Linked DNA regions of Sus scrofa: region 2 is linked to region 1. Evidence: chromatin contacts called from public Hi-C data. All regions are on one chromosome and are shown on one strand. Each heading gives the region's core, a stretch centred on a gene start, on an enhancer-like site or on the middle of the called end of the contact. The rest is flanking DNA. Distances are from core to core; before and after follow the strand shown. Region 1 overlaps ALDH8A1 (aldehyde dehydrogenase family 8 member A1). Region 2 has its middle 17 kb from the start of SGK1.

Evidence for each region. A called contact is a pair of places that touch in the nucleus more often than the background predicts.
Region 2: a contact with region 1 is called in a Hi-C map of adipose tissue, with 2.7 times the contacts expected there. The contact joins two enhancer-like sites. A contact is called at or near these places in 22 of 47 Hi-C or Micro-C datasets (adipocytes, adipose tissue, blood and 12 more) and 2 of 2 datasets of contacts at active chromatin or transcription factors (alveolar macrophages and skeletal muscle).

What each region holds. Positions count from the first base shown.
Region 1 is chr1:29,082,756-29,088,264 of Sscrofa11.1, reverse strand. ALDH8A1 (aldehyde dehydrogenase family 8 member A1) reads right to left here. Exons shown (of 7, transcript XM_021087621.1): 7 at 4,450-5,509. Among named protein-coding and RNA genes, the nearest start is that of ALDH8A1, 25 kb to the right of the region's middle. Within about 2 kb of position 3,609, at least 18 of the 83 cell types and tissues checked have an H3K27ac peak or open chromatin away from gene starts, as enhancers often do. A contact at or near this core is called in adipose tissue, where this site is marked.
Region 2 is chr1:29,762,232-29,767,630 of Sscrofa11.1, reverse strand. No RefSeq gene overlaps it. Among named protein-coding and RNA genes, the nearest start is that of SGK1, 17 kb to the right of the region's middle. Within about 2 kb of position 1,975, at least 7 of the 83 cell types and tissues checked have an H3K27ac peak or open chromatin away from gene starts, as enhancers often do. A contact at or near this core is called in adipose tissue, where this site is marked.

The sequences.
Region 1 (5,509 bases), core at 2,360-4,859:
CATAGAACTCAAAACCTCTGGCCAAGAAAGAGTTACCAGACCCTTTTCATCGCCCCACCTGTCTCCTTGTAATGCCCCCCCACCTTGAGCAACCTGGCCTACTCCTTCTTGCCCCCTACTAGTGGCCCACTCCTCACCCTGCCCCTATATGAGCCTTATATGCCCCAACCAACTAGCGGGCATATCAGAAAACCTGTATCAGAAAACCCTCTTTCCCCAACCAATCAACAGGTCAGCAGGTGTATCATGAGACCTCTCCTCTCTCCCTGGGCTATAAAAACAGATATGACTGAGCTCAGAGTCAGCTCTCCCTGATCAGTAGGAAATTGTCCTGCTGTGCTAGCAGCACCTCTTCTCTCATCTCAATAAACTCTTCTTTCTCTTCCCCTGCTATGAGACCAGAAATTCTTCTTCCAACTTGCATGCATGGACCATGCCAATTCCCAGTGAGGAGGGTCTGAGGTTGGGGATAACTAGTCCAGCTCAGGATTCTATTTTCCCATTGGACTTGCCCTTCACTTTGGCACAGCCCAAAACTTGTAAGTGAACCCCGTCTGAGCCAGCCACATGTCCCAGGCAGCCGCTCAGTATTCGCATTCTCCATCCATTGTAAGACTCAATGACTAAATAAGGTCAAATAGGATTTAGATATGATGTGCCCTTCAATCTGGCCTGTTCCAATATGAACTTCATTCCACAGCTCCAACAGTGAGTGGTAGGTATAGAACTATTTGAGTTTTAAAATCCCATGCTAACCTTTTTTAAGGTCAACCCCACTAGAGAAATGTAAGAGTTTGCAAACTGAAGCTATTAAGAACTTGAGAAATTGTGAAAAGAATGCTCACCCCAAGCTTGGGAAACATGCTCGTGCCCATATTGCCAAGGGTCTCAGGCTGTGCCGCCCAAAGTCCCAGGCCAAGGCTCAGACCAAGGCAAGGCCACAGGTGAAGCTGCAGCTCCACCTCCAGCTCTGGTTCCCAGAGGTGCCCAGGTCCCTGCAAAGACTCCACAATAGGAGTTCCCATCATGGCTCAGTGGTTAACGAATCCGACTAGGAACCATGAGGTTGCAGGTTCAATCCCTGGCCTTGCTCAGTGGGTTAAGGATCTGGCATTGCCGTGAGCTGTGGTGTAGGTCAAAGACGCAGCTGGGATCCCACGTTGCTGTGGCTGTGGCGTAGGCCGGTGACTACAGCTCTGATTCGACCCCTAGCCTGGGAACCTCCATATGCCATGGGAGCGGCCCTAGAAAAGGCAAAGACAAAAAAATGTGTGTGTGTGTGTGTGTGTGTGTGTGTGTGTGTGTGTGTGTGTGTGTATAAATGATGAAAAGAGAAAAAAGGGAAAACAGGATGAGGCCACCTTAAGATCCTTCAGAGCTTGAAAATGAAATGTTGCTTTCTGTATGGTTAACCTCTAAAGCAATCAAGACAGGAGATATGAAGCTATCTATTGTTGCCAAGGTTTGAATTTTTCCGAAATGGCTTGGTGAAGACAGAAGGAGGTATTTTCTGTAATGAAGGAGAAACGAATGACAGGGAGAGTGTGTTGAACAATCTGGAGGAATCACAGCATTTATTTAGGTTTCTGGAGCTATCTGGGTTCTTGAGATGGACAGCAAAGCACAAAGAACTGTCCAAAGGCAGAAATAGCAACGCGCACCTTATCATGCCAGAAATGTCATATTCTTTCTATAAACAATATGGAGCAAAGGTTCACGGAGAGTGAGAAGGCTGACCTGGAACAATGTTTTCACTACTCATCATTGTTGACAGTTACAAGAAATCAAGGGAAGGGATTTTCTTGTCTAATTATTTCTAACCTTAAAGTTCAGGGAGTTAGTCTTTCGCAAGATTAGAATGCACTAAGTACATCCTGAGGAAAGGGTGCAGTGCATTCCCTGGACCACTGTCCAGGAGATGTGAACTCTCTCCTTTTATTCAGGCTATCAGAGGAAGGGCCCGGAGGGGAGGGGAGCGCAGTCACTGCTCTCAGTAAGTGCTTCCTAAGCGCTTTGTATAGCTTCCACTACTGGGAACAGGGCAGCAGACACCCAGGTGATGGAACTCAGTCTGACCCTAGATCATTCAGCCCAGGCCCCAGCCAAGGGCCATGGGCTCCCAGGGAGTTATAAATAACCCCTCACAACTGCTTTCTGGTGATTTATTACTATTAAGGGGGAGAGGGCACTTCCTCAAAGATACCTGAAGTGAACGCAGAAAGGACTCTAGAAGCGCATCCTTTGACCACCTTTTTTTTTTTTTTTTTTTTTTTTTTTTTTTTTTTTTTGCCTCGCAGTGTATGGAGTTCCTGGCCCAGGGATCAGATCCCCGCGGCACCTGCAATCTATACCACAGCTGCAGCACCAGATCCTCTACCCACTGTGCCTAGCCGGGGATCAAACCTAGGTCCCAGTGTTCCAGAAACGCCAACGATCCCCTTGCACCATAGCAGGAATTCTCTTTGCTCAACTTTAAACGTCAGGGAAATAGCTCAAAATTCTCTTGAAGAGATAAATAGGCTGATCTTCAAGTTTTTAACTATCTTGATGATTCTTCCATGCTTTGTTCCCAGGGATGTCTCAGGAAAATCGGATTTCTACTATTTAGAAATTCGTGCGCCTTTGCTGCCTGTTTCCCAGGGGCGGATCTTGTGATCTGATACGTGGACCCCTTGATGAGATACTGCGGGGAGAGCATTTGATGCCCGAAGGAATCCGCTCCCACGCAGGCAGCCGGCACCTGGTGCAGCGGCCAGGCAGCTCTCGTCATCACAGAAATTATACAATATCACGGAGTGCTCCCCACCCCCACCCCTGAGCATGATGATCGCCCCTGATAGGGGCACCTCCTGTGCTTGGAGTCTTCCAGAAAGGCGTTCCCACTCTCCCCCACCATTCACTGCTTCTGAGATTGAAACATTTGCATGGAGTACTCCTTTTACATAAAAACTCAAACTGTAATTAACAACTCCCCCCACTCCCATATCTTATCCTCAGTGAAGACAAGGGCCAGCTGCTTACTATCTGTGGGAGGGAATTCCAAAATACTTACCAGAATTTGCAATTATTTCCATTGTCCTGAGAATACCCTACCTCTTTGATACTTGTATATTTCTGTTGGTCCAGATCTGCCTCTACTTTTTGCTATGAGATCTTGGCAAGACAGTTAATCCCTGTGTGCTTCATTTGTCCACCTGGGAGTGGGAGAAAACTGTACAGGGCGACCTCAAGATCCCTGGCAACTCTACCTTGTTATGATTCAATGATTCCAACAGTTCTTACTCTTCCAAGGAGTATTTGGAGTATTCACTGTTTTGTTGGAAATCGTTGAGTCACACTGGAATGACAATTATATGAGATTGGAGTACAATGCTATCTCCTGAAATAAGACTGGACTGAGGAATGTGGATGAGGAACGCAATGAGGTGTGGGAGGGAAAGCTTAATCAGAGCACGGAGATGGCATATCCTGGGCCAACAGATGAGATTAGGCAAATGCCAGACCCTTGATAAATGGCCAGCTGCAATCAGAAACATGACTCTTCCCAGAAGAGCTACCTAGCATTCATTTGGCAGAAGTCTCAGCGTAGTGACGCCGATGCTTTGCACGGGCTGGATGAGTCAGCCGCTGGGGCGCTGACAAGCGGGGCGTAGAGATTGACAACGTGGATGCCTGGGGCTGTTAGACTAATAAAAAACAGGACACATTCCAGAAGTCTTACTTTAGACACCCATGAACAAAATGTCTTCCTTAAAGTACAGCCTGAAACCTTCATCTGCAGCGTCTGAAGTGAGGGACTCACCCCTGGGACATCTTAGAGGTAGATCCACCCACCATTAATGGGGGGGTCATAGGAAACTGTAGGCAACGCCAAGCAAAGATCCCAGGAGTGGCCAGGAGAGAAGGAATCCAAAGCAAAGGACCACAGGCTCTGGAGATCTCTTTAAAAAGTCTAGGCTCAGGCTTAGGGGGACATCCCATGAGGATGGCAAGCCTCTCACCCTCCCCACGTGGGAAGAAGGGAAAGAAGAGGTGAAGTAGGGGAAGGTTTTCTCCTGGGTCAACCTCTCCAGAAACTACTGAGCAAACTAGCAGGACCCAGGGCCCTGGAGGACATCTTCCATGGGTAATTTAGTAAAGTGTCCAAAACACTTTGACTTTACAAACTGAAAGCCAGTAGCAGATATTCAAATATTCAACGCATATAAATATTAATTGCAGCATCAAGTAGTACGTAAGGCCCATTACGATAAAAATGTGAGAGTTCCCTGGTGGCGCAGCGGGTTAAAGATCTAATGTTTCTGCTGTGGGGAGGGTTCAATCCCTGGTCCAGGAACTTTCACACGCTGAGCCTTCAACCAAAAAGGGAAAATAAAAAATTTTAAAAGATAGTAATTTAATTTTATGCTGCCAAAAATAGCCCTCCAAAAAAAATGATGGAAAAAATGATTCTTTTTACTTATACCCCTTTATTTTCCCAAGTCATGTTACATTTCAATTCGCTTCATCTTATCGTGACTTCTGAATAGTGTTTTGTTTCCTTTACTCTAAAATACATTTTTACATATCTAAGATCGTCCAGATTATAAAACATCTTTTTTTTGGCAGTGCCCAAGGCATGCAGAAGTTTTCCAGGCACCAGTGATCAAACCAGTACCACAGCAACAACCCAAGCCACTGCAGTGACAACACCCGGAACCTTAACCCACTGAGCCACACAGGAACTCTTAAACATATTTTTTAATCAGCATTCTTCAATCACTACCTATTGTCCACTGTGCTCTAAATTGGGCCAGTTCCTTTCTAGGCCTGATTTACAGCTAACAGTTTAAGACCCTTTTTCATCTTATTTCCGAGGCAGTTCATTGGATTCAGTTTTCCTTTTCCTGCACGCCACTCCCAAGTTATTCCAGGAAGAGTAAATAGGAGAAATTTTCTGAGTCATTGGGTATCTTATTTTGTCTTAATTCTTGAATAACAGTTAGCTTGCTATAAAATTTAGGTTCAATATAATTTGGCCTTAGAACTTTGAAGTTTTGCTCCACTGTCTTCTAGCACCCGTGTAATTTGTACAAAGTGTGATGACAATCTTTAGGGGTTTTTTTTTTTTTTTTTTGGTTTATTTACTTATTTGGTAGGTGTTCTGGTGATTCCTTCTGCAAGCTTTATACCAGGAATTTCAAATTTTCGACAGAATGGTTCTTGGCACACGGAGACTATTTTTCATCTGAAAGTCTTTTTCTAGCTCAGTGAAATGATCTTTTCTAATTTATTTGATTATTCACTTTTGTTCTCTGATCTTGGATTAGTTACATACGAATGGCTTTCTAGAGCTCTCTGCCATCTCAGCTTTCAGATATTTTCTTTCCTGTCATTTTCTACATTCTGAGATATTTTCTCAACTTTATCTTCCAGATTACTAATTTAGTTTTCACTCATACCAATGATTAAATTCTACTGATTTTTAAAATATATTTGTGGAACTAATGCTTGATTTGTCGTGGCCTCT
Region 2 (5,399 bases), core at 726-3,225, 680 kb before region 1:
GTAAACCAAAGCCCCCCAAACATGCAGGACAAGTGGGACTTTTGATATCTGGCAAAAAAACACAAACAAAACAAAACAAACCATAATGAAACAAAAATTCACATTCCCTGACCTGAGTAAGCCAGTAACGTTTGTATTGTGAGTGAAACATACTGTCTGCCACATCAATAAACAAAGGATATTGTTGCCATCAAGGCACTACACACACCCCTCCACCCCCCACCTTCAGTGGTGAGCCCCAAGGGAACTTGGGTTGGAAATAAATGGGCTGCCCCCTGCCCAATGACAAGCCCTCAGCCATTGCAGCTCCTGCCTAAGGTGGCTCAAGAAAAGGAGCCTGGCCCTAGGGCGCTAAGGTGCAAAGCAAAGGAAGGATTTCAGTGAGCCCAGATGCCTGCATATGTGCAAACATAGAAAAGTGCTGAATTGATTAACTTGAAATACCTGGCTTTCTTTAATTAACAAGAATCATATATAGTTCAGACCACCTAGTCTTTACTGCAAACATTTCTGTATACCCTGGCTCCTTCCTTATCTCTTCGGAGCAGTCACTTAGACGTCTGAGAGGCTGTGTCCCAGGCTTAAGTCCTCAGTTTTTCCACCAAATAAAATAATTCTTAACTTTTAAGTTGTGCATTTTTGTTCAGTCAACAGTGTGGTTACTTAATTCCTGTGTGGCTCTCCGATTAGACGGAAAACCCCCGAAGGCAGGGATTCATTCCCTCCGCTTATCATTGTATACCTAGCGCCGAGCACAGCGCCTAACGCTGAAAAATACTCAGTAGATTTTTATTAAAGCAGTGCTCTCTGGGTGAGTGAGTGATCTCTAAAAGTTTCTGGTGTGAACTCAGCAATTTTAAATGCAGCTTATGGGCACATCAAGAAGGAAACGAGTTCCTGGAGGCACCTCTGGAGCTCTGGGACAGAGGTTTGATCTCTGGCATGGTGGGTTAGGATCCAACGTAGCCACAGTTGCAGTGCAGGTCACAACTGTGGCTTGGGATTTTTTTTTTCTCTTTTATTTTTATTTATTTATTTTTTCAATTTTTTTATTACTCAAATGAATTTATCACATCTGTAGTTGTATAATGATCATAACAATCTGATTTCACAGGATTTCCATCCCACAGCCCAGATTTGATCCCTGGCGCGGGAATGCCATATGCTGAGGGGGGCAAAAAAGACAAAAAAAAAAAAAAGAACAAGAAGAAGGAGACAAGTCCAACAACACCCTCAGCTTGTCCTTCTGTATTAAATAACAAACTGTTTATCAGACAAATATCTGGGTTGCAGTTCTGACTCGGACAGCTGTACAAAGTGAAGCATTCTGAGTAAAACAGTTTATAACCTGAAATTTGCTGCTTTTTTGGGTCTTATAAAAATAAATTACTCACATAAACAATTTTTATACATAAAGAATCTGAGAGAAATATACTGAATGTCAGTGAAATGCCTCAGTAACAGACATGCAATAAAAGTAATTTTTACCCCTGAAAAAGGAACACTTTTTAAAGGAGCGAGCATCACTGTATCCACTGGGTGGCGCTGCAGACTGATGTTAATGTTACTTCACAAATTGATAAAGGGTGTCAGGAAATTCTTTAAAATATTTGAACAGTAACTCCTTTTATGTAAAAGCTCCCTTATTTCATTTAATTCTCACAATAGCTCTCTGAAGTATGAAATATGTCTTACTATCCCTTAAACACGGACGTTAGACACCATTAAACATATGAAACTGCCTTTCAGGAGATTCATAATGCATTTTCATAGAGCTTTTCAGTTTAAAATGGCCATTCACATTTGAGCCGTATATTCCAGAGTTATTTATTGGTGACCTTTGGTTCTCTTCTCGCCTTTCAAGTGTCCGTCTCATAAAAAGGCAATCTCCACGGAAGGTCGACTGAAACAGCTGGCTATGCATTCCTGGCGGGGCGTGTTGGGCTCCCTGCTCTGTGAAGATAGGAAGGTGCTCCCAAGAGCCGTGAAGTCTCTGGCGATGGAGCAGTGGGAGTGAATGCAGGTCACCATTACTTTCCCTGGAAGCTTACTCCGCATTCATTACAATTCCTCCCATTCTTTTTCTTTTGAATTTGAATTTTATTTTTTCAATGATTTTATTTTTTCCATTATAGGTGCTTTACAGTGTTCTGTCAATTTGCTACTGTACAGCAAAATGACCCAGCCACATACGCACACACATATATATATATATGCATTCTTTTTCTCACATTATCCTCCATCATGCCCCATTCTTCTCATTCTTTAATCCTGCTCAAGCCATGATTTGCATATGATTCCCATACTCTCTTAGCCCTCTAAGGAGAAAGTGATACTTGATGTGCCTGATCATGAATTAGCTAATCAATGACTTGATCGCTTTTTTTGATATTTTCTTCTATTACCTCCACAGTTTTATCTTTCGCATTTAGGTCTTTTTCAACCCATCTGATGTTTAGTTTTAAATGTCATGTGAAGTAGTGGTCCAACTGACTTTTCTTCATATAATGGGCTAAATTTCCTAACATTATTTGGTAAATAATCTGGTTTCTCCATTGAATTGTGGTGTCACTAATCTGATATTCCATATACCACCTCTCTGTCCCATTTGTCCATAGGACAATAGCATGTTATTACAATACCATTTCAGTGTCTCTTGTAATATGGGTTTTTTTTTTTTTGTCTTTTTAGGGCCACACCAGCGGCATGTGGAGGTTCCCAGGCTAGGGGTTGAATCGGAGCTGTAGCTGCCAGCCTATGCCAGAGCCACAGCGATAAGGGATCCCAGCCTCATCTGTGATCTACACCACAGCTCACAGCAACGCTGGATCCTTAACCACTGAGCAAAGCCAGGGATTGAACCTGAAACCTCATGGTTCCTAGTCAGATTCGCTAACCACTGAGCAACTATGGGAACCCCCCCCCCTTTTTGTTTTTTTTGTCTTATAATATGTTTTAAGATCTGGTAGCTCTTGTTTCCCCTCTCTGCTCTCCATTTACTATCATGGTGGGTCAGTTATTTCATGTAAATTTTGTATGAAATATTAGTGACTCTTACACTTTCAGTTACATTTTACAATTAATTTTTCAATTCAGCCCAAAAAAATCTTTTTAGATTTTCAATGGAAATTTACTGAATCCTATAGATAAATTTTGGAAGAATCAATATCTTTGCAAAATTATGACATCATGTTCACTAATGTAACATAGCTGTTCATGTAGTCGCTCACTTTAATAGAGTTAACTTTTTTTCTGTACAAAATCCCGGTGCCTTCTGTGTTAGGTTCAATAATTTCTAGAGACTTTATAAATTTTGCTGTAACTGTAAATAAAATCTTTTTTTCTTTTCCTGTTCTGTTTTTTAACTTTTATTGCTGGGTAGAGACACATTGATTTGTTTAGGTTGATACTGGATGAGGCAATCTTTTTTTTTTTTTTTTAGGGCCACACTCTCGGCACATGGAAGCTCCCAGACTAGGAGTCAAATCAGAGCTACAGCTGCTGGCCTATGCCAATCTGAGCCTCAGCTCAGGGCAACACTGTTTCTTAACCTACTGAGCGAGGCCAGGGATTGAACCCACAACCTCATGGTTCCTAGTTGGATTCATTTCCGCTGCACCACAACGGGAACTCCAAGAACAATTCTTTTTTTTTTTTTTGTCTTTTTTTGCTATTTATTGGGCTGCTCCCACGGCATATGGCGGTTCCCAGGCTAGGGGTCGAATTGGAGCTGTAGCTGCCGGCCTACGCCAGAGCCACAGCAACGCTGGATCCAAGCCGCGTCTGCAACCCACACCACAGCTCATGGCAACGCGGATCGTTAACCCACTGAGCAAGGGCAGGGACTGAACCCACCACCTCATGGTTCCTAGTCGGATTCGTTAACCACTGCGCCACGACGGGAACTCCCCAAGAACAATTCTTACTCTCTGCATTCGGGGATTTAATTCCTTGAAAAATTTTCCTGTTTTTAATTGGGAAGAAATGTCAAAGGCAATTCAAATAAACGTGTGCATTGAGATGTGTTTAAAAAAACTGACTTCTGGAGTTCCCGTCATGGTTCAGTGGTCACCAACCTGACTAGTATCCATGGGATTGATCCCTGGCTTTGCTCAGTGGGTTAAGGATCCAGTGTTGCCATGAGCTGTGGTGTAGGTCACAGACACAGCTCAGATCTGGCGTTGCTCTGGCTATAGTTGTGGCCAGCAGCTACAGCTCTGATTTGACCCCTAGCCTGGGAACTGAGTTCTACTAGGTAATAATATATTTTTTTTCTTTTTAGAGCCACACCTGTGGCATATAGAAATTCGCAGGCTAGGGGTCGAATCGGAGCTGCAGCTGCCAGCCTATATCACAGCCACAGCAACAGCAGCCAGATCCAAGCCGTGTTTGCGACCTACACCACAGCTCACGGCAACACTGGATCCTTAACCCATTGAGCAAAGCCAGCGATTGAATCCTCACCCTCATGGATACTAAACAAGTTCTTAATCCACTGAGCCACAGCAGGAACTCTGATAACAAAATTCTCAGTAGGATAATATGTTAGAAAAATCTTACTCCTAGAGGCCTCGCATCTTATCATAAACAACTGCGTAACCCGGTACAGTTCAAAGTATGGTGTTTTCTGGGATGCATCGGAAACTAGTTGATTATTTTCAAGTTAGCAAAGCCCATTCTCCCACCTTTATCTCTTGTTGGAAATTTGCATGACCTGTGAATCATTACCAGCATGCCCATTTTAGAGAAAAGGGGACTTACCACATGGCAGAGGTAGAATCTGAATCCCATCTTTGGTTTATAGCCAGACACACCCCCAACAACCTAGGTTCCTGCCCCAGATTTGACTGTACTGCTGTTAGTGATGATGAAAAAGTAAAGGACAAAGCTTTGTGAGAGTGTCACCCTTTCTCTCTTTAAAGAAAACCTAACACGGTGTAGTGTCAGGCTAGTACAGCACTATGCCATTCTGCTTTTGCTGGTGGCGAATGCAGCATAATTCACCCTTATTTTATGATGCGTGTTTCTTAAAGAAAGCTAAAAGAAATTGTATTTGAAAGTTTAATAATCCTTTGGGATAATTGGAAACATCTCGAAGTACATAAAACCAGGATGTGGGAATATTTACTCACCTTACTCATCACGATCTGACTGCTGCAGCTGAAAGGGTGGCCACACTTAGGAATCTGAGGGCACCTGACTGTTCTCTATGCTTCCAAAGATGCAGCACTGGGGGAGCTGATTGGAAGCTGTGTTTTAAGTTATGAAGCAAAGGTACAGATGGTCTGAGTGGCTCCAGCCCCTCCACCCTCAAGCAGGAACCGAGAGCATTATTATTTACTTTCTTGTGCAATTAAAATACATTATTCTGCATCCTGACACATTATCTCAGATCTTCT